2 separate regions of the Zea mays genome follow, and region 2 is linked to region 1. The links are chromatin contacts, called in public Hi-C maps. All regions are on one chromosome and are shown on one strand. The core of a region is the stretch at or near the end of the contact, and the rest is flanking DNA. Distances in the headings are between cores, read along the strand shown.

Region 1 (3,965 bases), core at 222-2,721:
AAGCGGAGAGGCTGCTTCGACCCCACGACCTGGTAATGCATAACTAAAATGATGCAATGAGAACAAAATGGATCCAGTTCAACAAAATAATATTACACTGGAAAAAGTGCACAGCATGTCAAATCCAAAAGAATCTCAAGAGTATTGTTAGCTTCGATGCACAATACCTTTGTGTTTTGGACTTCACATTGTGCAAGCTTGCGTGAAAATCATCCATAAAGGTAGGTATGGTGCGTAGCAACAAACAACTATACCTACTCATACGGCAGCAAAGAGCAAGCTGCACCTTTAAATAAGTTGCACTTTTCTACGTTGTTAAATTATAGTTAGGACTCCTATGTCCATGTAAACAAAGACGTTCAATCATTTTTCCATGACAGTGCACTAGTCCAAACGCGTGAGTTCACGTACAGTATGCAATCGTAATCCGCACGTCCCCAAAAAAAGAGCATTTGCAATGCACAGTGCACAATAACAATTAGGAAGTATCGAGGGCCGGGCTTATCCCGGGTGGTGAAGGCGGCGAGCCGGCGAGGTCCCCCGGGGGTTCGACCCCTGATTTCTCACAAATAAAAATCCCCTCGCTGTTCTCGCTCGCTCTCGGGGGAGCGACTCGGCTGTGGCAACGTCGGCCTGGGTGCCTTTGCTGTGTGGGCAGCCTGTGAGTCACCCCGTTAGTGACAGGATGGCAGGGTTAGGGGGTTTCTCGGTCGGGATCGGTCGGGACCGTTCGCTGTGACCTTCTATCTATGCACCCCGGGTCGAGTTTTTTTTTTGAACGATTAGTAAGTATCAAGTATTCAAGTGTAGCACGTACAACCAACAGCTTAAGAGAATTGTAGAAGAGAAAATAGCCAGTATACCTCGACAACCTCCTCAAGCGGCTGCCCCCGTGGCGGCTGCGCGCCCTCCTCCCACATCGCGACGCGCACGTCGGCGCCGGCCTCCAGGGCGATCCTCTCCATGACGCCTCTCCCGGTCGAAGCTTCGAGCCGGTCAGCATCGACCAGGAGCAGGCACGTGATGCACCCGGGACGGGCCTTGCCGCGAGCCTCCTTCTCGACTGCGCAGCAGAGCGCGCCCTCGGTATCAATCACGGCGACTAGCGCCTCCTGCGCCGGCGAGAGCGCGAGGGGCTCCGCGGACGAGGACGAGGCCTCGACGCGGCGGACGGGGACGGTGGGGCCAACTATGGCGGCGACGACACGGCCGCCCGCGGAGGCGGGGTCGAGGGGCTCGACGCGGACCTGCAGCGTGGCAGTGCGGCGGCGCAACGGGTTGACGGCGGCGTAGAGGCGCATGGTGTCGGCGTCGGAGAAGGACGAGGGCAGGAGGAGGCGGAAGACGGCGAAACCGGTGTCGGCAGGTCCGGCATCGGGCGCGGAGAAGGTGGCGTGCGGCGAGAAATGGGGTTGGGGTTTCACCGCGGCCATCTCTGGTCGGTGGTTGTGGGGTTTTCGCCGAAGAGAAAGTACAGCGCGGGGGAGAGCGAGCGGGGAGGAGAAGCAATGGGTCATGGACTGATGGACTCATGGAGACGTGGGGTTTTGACGTTTTGGTGCGGGTTTTCGGGGGCAGTCTGGGCATTTCGTAGTGCGAGCTTTTGCGCTTTTTGTCTTCTTGTTGAAGTGGAGTCTGGAAACTCTGGATGCCGAACGGACGTGCGGGTTATCAAGGGCAATATCCCGTTAAAAGCTACTTCGTTAACCTCAATTTTTCTAAGAAATTTCTATTTTTTCAAAAAACCATTTAGTTATATAGATTTTTAGGAGTTTTTAGGGGTTAGATAAAAAAATATAAGAGACAGGCTTCGACCCTCCATGCATATTATTTTGTAATTGCATTTATGGTTTAGAGGCTCAGGGTTATATCACAAAGTCTATTAAGTGTCTCAGGTACTTAGAAAAGCGAACCAGCGTCTTAGGGAGTCAGGGTTATATCCGCCCCTAGAGCATCTCCAAGAGAACCCGTAAACTAACACTAAAAACGTTTTAAGGGAAAAAAACTCATTTTAAGCCCTCCAACAGTTCCCTGTTCTTGCCCTAATATTGTTCGCATCCCGCATCGACTGGCTTGCCTCTCGTAAATTTGCGTGTGACGGATTCTTCCCCAATCGCCGAGCGCGCGCATCAGCTGCTGGTTCCCGCGTCGGCGGCGGTGAGAGAAACTTCAGCGGCGCCGTTCGGGATCACGCGTCCGCTCGTCGAGATCCTCCCCGACGGCCCGACCTCAATAAGCACGCCCCGAACGCCATCGTGTGCTCCCCTCCCTGCGTGCCTCTGCCTCCGACCCGTCATCGCCGGGTGCGTGCGCCACCCGCACCTACCACCCATACTAGCTCCCTCTTGCTCCTCTCCGGCGGCGACGACATGCATGCAGGTTGCGGTAAGGGCTTGAATGCAGCTGCGACGGAAAACGTAGGAGCAGACAGTGATTAGGACTGCACTCTGCTCATCAAGTACCTTGTTCTTCCCTCGTGGTGGCGGTTCCTGCTGATGGGGCAAACGCAGGAGCAGGCAATGATAAGGACTTGCCTGTGTTGGTGGATGACAACGGTTTCATTTTCATGAACATTTGCCTGACTTGTCGCCTAGTTTAGACTTCTTCGATTACTATTTTATGTGTCTCGGCTATTGTTTTGTTTTACTATTTTCAATTCTACTTATATATGATGAATAATACTCAAAGAACCATGATAGATGTTGCAGAAGGCGAGAATTCTGTAAACTCCTCCACTGCATTACTAATCAACTCCAACAAATCAATTTATTAGTTGGCCTCCCGTGTTTAAACATAACTGATTAAATGAACATTCTGCAGTACAGACCATTGCAAAATAAAACTAGCTTGATGTCAACTTGTCAAGCAGGAACTTAGCGAAGAGAGGCCAGGCCAGGCCTCAATAGAGCAAAAGTGATCTATCAGCAGAATCGAAGGCAGCAAGCGCAAAGACTGATGACAGGCAACGTCTAGTAGCAAAGAGTTTAAAATTTTAAGGGACTAGTTATTAGCATTCTGATGTGGATATAGTTTTTTTGGAGGAATTATTTTTCAACAGCCCCCAATATGGTGTTTTGAGGAACGATTTTTTAGATAGCTCTTGGAGTTGCTCTTAGGGATGTTTGATACTCCTTCATTTCACAAAAATCAACTTAGCTTTATAAACATCTAGCCAAACAGTATCAACTTCAACAACTCTGCTTTATACAAAGCATAAAGTTTCTTTCTCCTAACTTAAGTGTGCAGTACCTAAAAGGGTACTTCATGAATTAATAATTTCAACTCATGAATAGGGTAAAATTATCCACCTTTACCATCCGTTAACACACAAATGAATCGTTTTTCTATTCTCACAAGTAATGCCATTTCGACGAGCGGTGGTCACACCGGCCCCTGCTATAACACACCAAAATTCTATTCTTAGGATTCAGGAAAATTCTCTAAAAATTTAAAATTTAAAGAGTCTTTATAATAAAATTATAAATTAAAACTATTTTCCTAAAAGTTAAATAAATGTTAAATATAAAATTTTGGATATGTGTTTCAATTATTTTCTTGAATAATTATTATGGTAAAACATCTTACATGATTTTTTTCATGCTAGGTTACATGTGTTGTTTGAACTATTTATATAAATAAAATGAGATAATAAATAACTAACATAAAAAAATTGCATGATGGAGTCTTTTTGCATGTGCTTTTAATATAGAAATTTGGACTCATTTGAAATTGGAATTGAAAAATAAAAACAGAAAATAGAGAAATAATAAAAAGAAAAAAGAAACAAGAAATTAAAAAAAGGCTTAAAGCCTCACCTCGACATGCATCATCCCATGACCACTCTTGCTCATCCAATCTGACTATCCGAAGCCAAGCCCACATCTCTTTCCCATGTTTGTTTTTCCCCTTTTTTATATATATGCTGTAACGATGACACCATCCACGTTGCTCCATGTCTTGCTGCT
Region 2 (3,934 bases), core at 7-2,506, 670 kb after region 1:
ATGGCGACGATAAGAAACGAAGCCTTTTGTTCCAAATAAATTATAATGACACCATCTAAGACATGTTGCTAAAATTCAGCAGCACACGTAACCTTTTTTTAAAAAAGAATACACTATCTCCCTTTTTTTATTTGTCGTGTTCTAGTTCAAAAATAAACAAGTCGATGATAAATATTCGAGAACAATTGAGTTAGTATTAGCTAGGACCTTGGAGAAGGATGCATGTGACAGCGGAACCAACCAAGGGATCCTTGGGTTCCACTAGCTCTAGGTGGCAATTAGCAATTCAGCGTCCTTCCTATGTTGCGTGTTGCCAGGAAGGTTCCCCACGTCATCCATCTACTTCCCCTCCGTCCTTATGTGCTTGCTCTTGGTGTTACTCTCACCATGTTTGCCGGCGGGGTTTTGGAATCTAGGCTGCTTGGCGCTCAAACGATTGCCAAGGTCGATCTAGATCTCGATCCCCGAGGTTTAAGGTTGTAGGCTACCTAGGTGCAAGCGTGTAGTATAATGTCTTGTTCGTTTGTGTCAGATTGCACCCGTAATCGTTCTAGCTAATCAAAGTTTATATAAATTAGAGAAACAATCCGATTAAGAATCGTTCCGATTTACCAATCCGGCACAAACGAACAAGGCCTAAGCGCGGCGAGGAGACGGACGGCTAGCTTATTAACGGTGGTGATGATATACTCCTATACGATTATAAATATAGTTACCAGCATGGAGCAAAGAGACAAACCACGCGGCAATCTCCTCCACAATGATAGATTGCACGTACGTACCACACACACACAGACGGACGGACACGCTGTCGGTGTTGGTCTGGATCGGCGCATGCAGCGCGCTAGCTGCTGCCTGATTTGGGCGACCACTACTTGGCCACCACCAAAACTGACCATCAATCTGATTGGCCCCGTGTGTCGTCAGAGCACGTTGGTGTTTAATTATTGGCTAGTCGTTTTACTTGTGGGTCTCTGGGCTCTGTAGTAGTAGGGTCCGGCCAGGAAGAATCTGCATGCGTGGGGGAGTTTGATGACCAACAGTAATATTGATGCTGTTTGCTCTCCTGCCATGATCATTCTCCCTTTTCCGCTGAAAAAAGAGAGAGAGAGAGAGGAGATTCCAAAGTACTAATGCCATTATTATTATTCCGATGAAGATTACGAACGAGATGATAATCATATCTACTTGGCTTCCATGCATGCCCATATATCATCAGCCCATGCGTGCTTCAAACGAGAGGCCGGTGAGAGACATATACCGTCACATCCCTTTTTCCTCTCGCTATAAATCTACCACCACGATCCTCCATCCGGCCCGGCCCGGCCCGGCCCGTTGGAGGGGACCGCTGGTTGCCGACAGAGCCATATGGACGACTTGTTGGTTACGCTGTTCCACAACTTGGCACAGCATCCAGAGACTGGCACTGGCACATGTCGGCCGCAGGCTTGCGGTGACGCTTACAGCAGGACACTGAAGAGATGGCACGGCTGGTTGGGTTGGCCACTTCGAGCTTTTCGGTACGTACTACTCCTTGTCTAACTCTAAGCTCCTCCATACTTGTTTGCAATCTCAGCTTGCCATGAACATGAAGCTTGCACCGGACAGGACGAACAAGTTCATGGAGATCATCAGCGTGGTTCAGGCGCATCAACGCTGATATTGACAAGTAAGTTCTGCAGAGAACCACAGGTTTCTGGTAAGTTGAGCCCGGAATACACTACAGTTTGTGTAACCAACAAGAAATTTTCTGAAGGTCAAGTTTTTTTAAGATATACACCTGTGTCTACTTGCAGGCCAGCGTGGGCATGGACGATCTTAAGGCATCCTAATCATCTATCTAACACTTATGACTTTACTTTTGCCAGGCTTACACAGAAACAACCATCGATCTGTCGATAATTTGTTTGTATCGTTGGTTATATGACTGTCAAGTGTAACACCGTCTTCAGCAGCTCTCCTATCACATCCCCTATCTGATACCTCTATTTCAAACTTCACTCTATAACCAGTATCAAATAGTATCATCTACATTACCATACCGTATCCCTATTTTACACGATCCACCGAACACAACCTTATACCCTCTTATATCCATAAAAGTTTGTTCAACCTCTGCTTTGTGTTTGCATTATATCGTGGTTGTTTCAGCCTCCCTAGTAAGAGTCTGTAACTAGGGCTAGATATCGAGCTAGCTTGACTCGTTTACGAACTTAAGCTAGCTCGTGAGCCACAACAGAAAAAACAATATATATATATATATATAATTAATTTTTAATTAATTCTAAACTAATTTAACTATAGTAAATGATAATTATACTCATAGTTTCACATACCACATCAATGCAACACCAAATTAACATAACTCATCACTCATCAATTCATCACCAATTCATAATCCACACACATGTTTATCACTTTAACCCATAGTCACAGTCGCACAGACCAATTTAACACATAGATACGGTTCGTCAATCATTAGTTTAATTCATAATCCATAGGCACCGCACATACGTATAGCATGTTCAACAATTTCAAGCGTAAATGATATGCATATTGTTTCGTTTTACTAAAGTGTGATAGTTCGTTGAGCTCGCGAGCTGGCTTGTTAATAAACTGAGCTAGGATGTTAGCTCAGCTCGTGAAAACATTCAAACGAGCTGAACTGACCATGAACCGAGCGAGCCGACAAGTCACGAGTATTTTGTCCAGCACTATCTGTAACCGTGACGTACAGAACCACTAATACAATGTTTGTACGTTGCGACAACACAAAATCATATTTGATATCTATAAAAAATAAATTTAATATTAAAGTGAACATATAGTCTACATATTAGATATTAAATTGATAAAAACAAATATTACACCTTATCTTAGTCAAAAGGCCGAGAAATATATAAGTTGAAAATGAGCTCCACCTCTTTTTTATAGGTCGCTCGGTCGCTTGTCCTTCAACTAGCAAGGTAGTACTATATGGGAGCGTTGCACTGTATATATGTGGTTTACTGTTGTGTTGGGTTTGAATATAGTTTCTCATGACCCAACTATGCTGTAATGACCCATTGGTAGATGAGATGTGGCCGGCGGGGGGATAGACATAGGACGCACAACACACGGAATTGATGCTTTAGAGGAGTAGAGAAAGTCAGTCTCCTATAAAAAAAGCCTCTGGCTGTTGTGTTTTTTTGAGTGAGAATTCCCTTCTGTTATAGCCGATATATATGTTTGTCCGTACTACTGATGCAAAGTATATCCAGCGCAACAATGTGTTTAGTTGAGTTGATTATCCCCCCCCCCCTTCTTCCATGTTATACTTTAGTTTGTTCCACTCGTGAAAAATATGGTTCTAGTACTAATATAATTCATTTATCTCATGAATTTTAAAACACAATATGATATTTTTCTAAGTTTTATTGTTTGATGCTATATTTATTATTTTCCCATTTGTGAAATTTTATTGGTTTAGTATACATGTATACATTTTGTTTCTAGTGTGCACATTTTTTTTGCTCTAATTAATTTATACAAATGCAAACTCAATGTTTTGGGCTGATACCATTACTCCATTTTAAATGCAGGATTTGTTCTAGGTGCTCAAACATTTTGTTCCTCCTTGTTGAGCACCAGATCTACCAGCCGACAGGCCGGATGGTCCAGCCTTATGGCTGACGGTCCACGCCCCGAACAGTCCGTGAACAGATAAATTTGGGCTGGAGTCATTATTCCTTGTGTGTTATCCTAATATCTCGTGAGAAACTGTTAGATTTCATCTAGGAACTGGTCAAGACTTCTCTTATATATAAAGGGGTACGACCAATTGGATGAACCAATAATCGATCTATGAAACTAGTTTTATCTTATGATTAGATCTAGTAGTAGTTCTAGCCATAGATTAGCCTCAGTTGTAGTTCCTCAATCTCAATCTTCACAT

Evidence for each region. Hi-C and Micro-C count contacts between places; a contact is called where the count stands out from the background.
Region 2: a Hi-C map of ear shows a contact between it and region 1, with 2.7 times the contacts expected there. The contact joins the promoter of LOC103632279 here to the promoter of LOC100501627 in region 1. A contact is called at or near these places in 2 of 25 Hi-C or Micro-C datasets (ear and endosperm).

Annotation. Positions count from the first base shown.
Region 1 is chr7:40,796,375-40,800,339 of Zm-B73-REFERENCE-NAM-5.0, forward strand. It overlaps LOC100501627, which reads right to left and starts at 1,472. Exons shown (of 7, transcript NM_001196310.1): 1 at 864-1,472. The coding sequence starts at 1,433.
Region 2 is chr7:41,464,432-41,468,365 of Zm-B73-REFERENCE-NAM-5.0, forward strand. LOC103632279 reads left to right here and starts at 1,257. Exons shown (of 3, transcript XR_555795.2): 1 at 1,257-1,520; 2 at 1,609-1,669; 3 at 3,582-3,863. LOC111589873 (U2 spliceosomal RNA) reads right to left here and starts at 2,897; the gene lies at 2,702-2,897.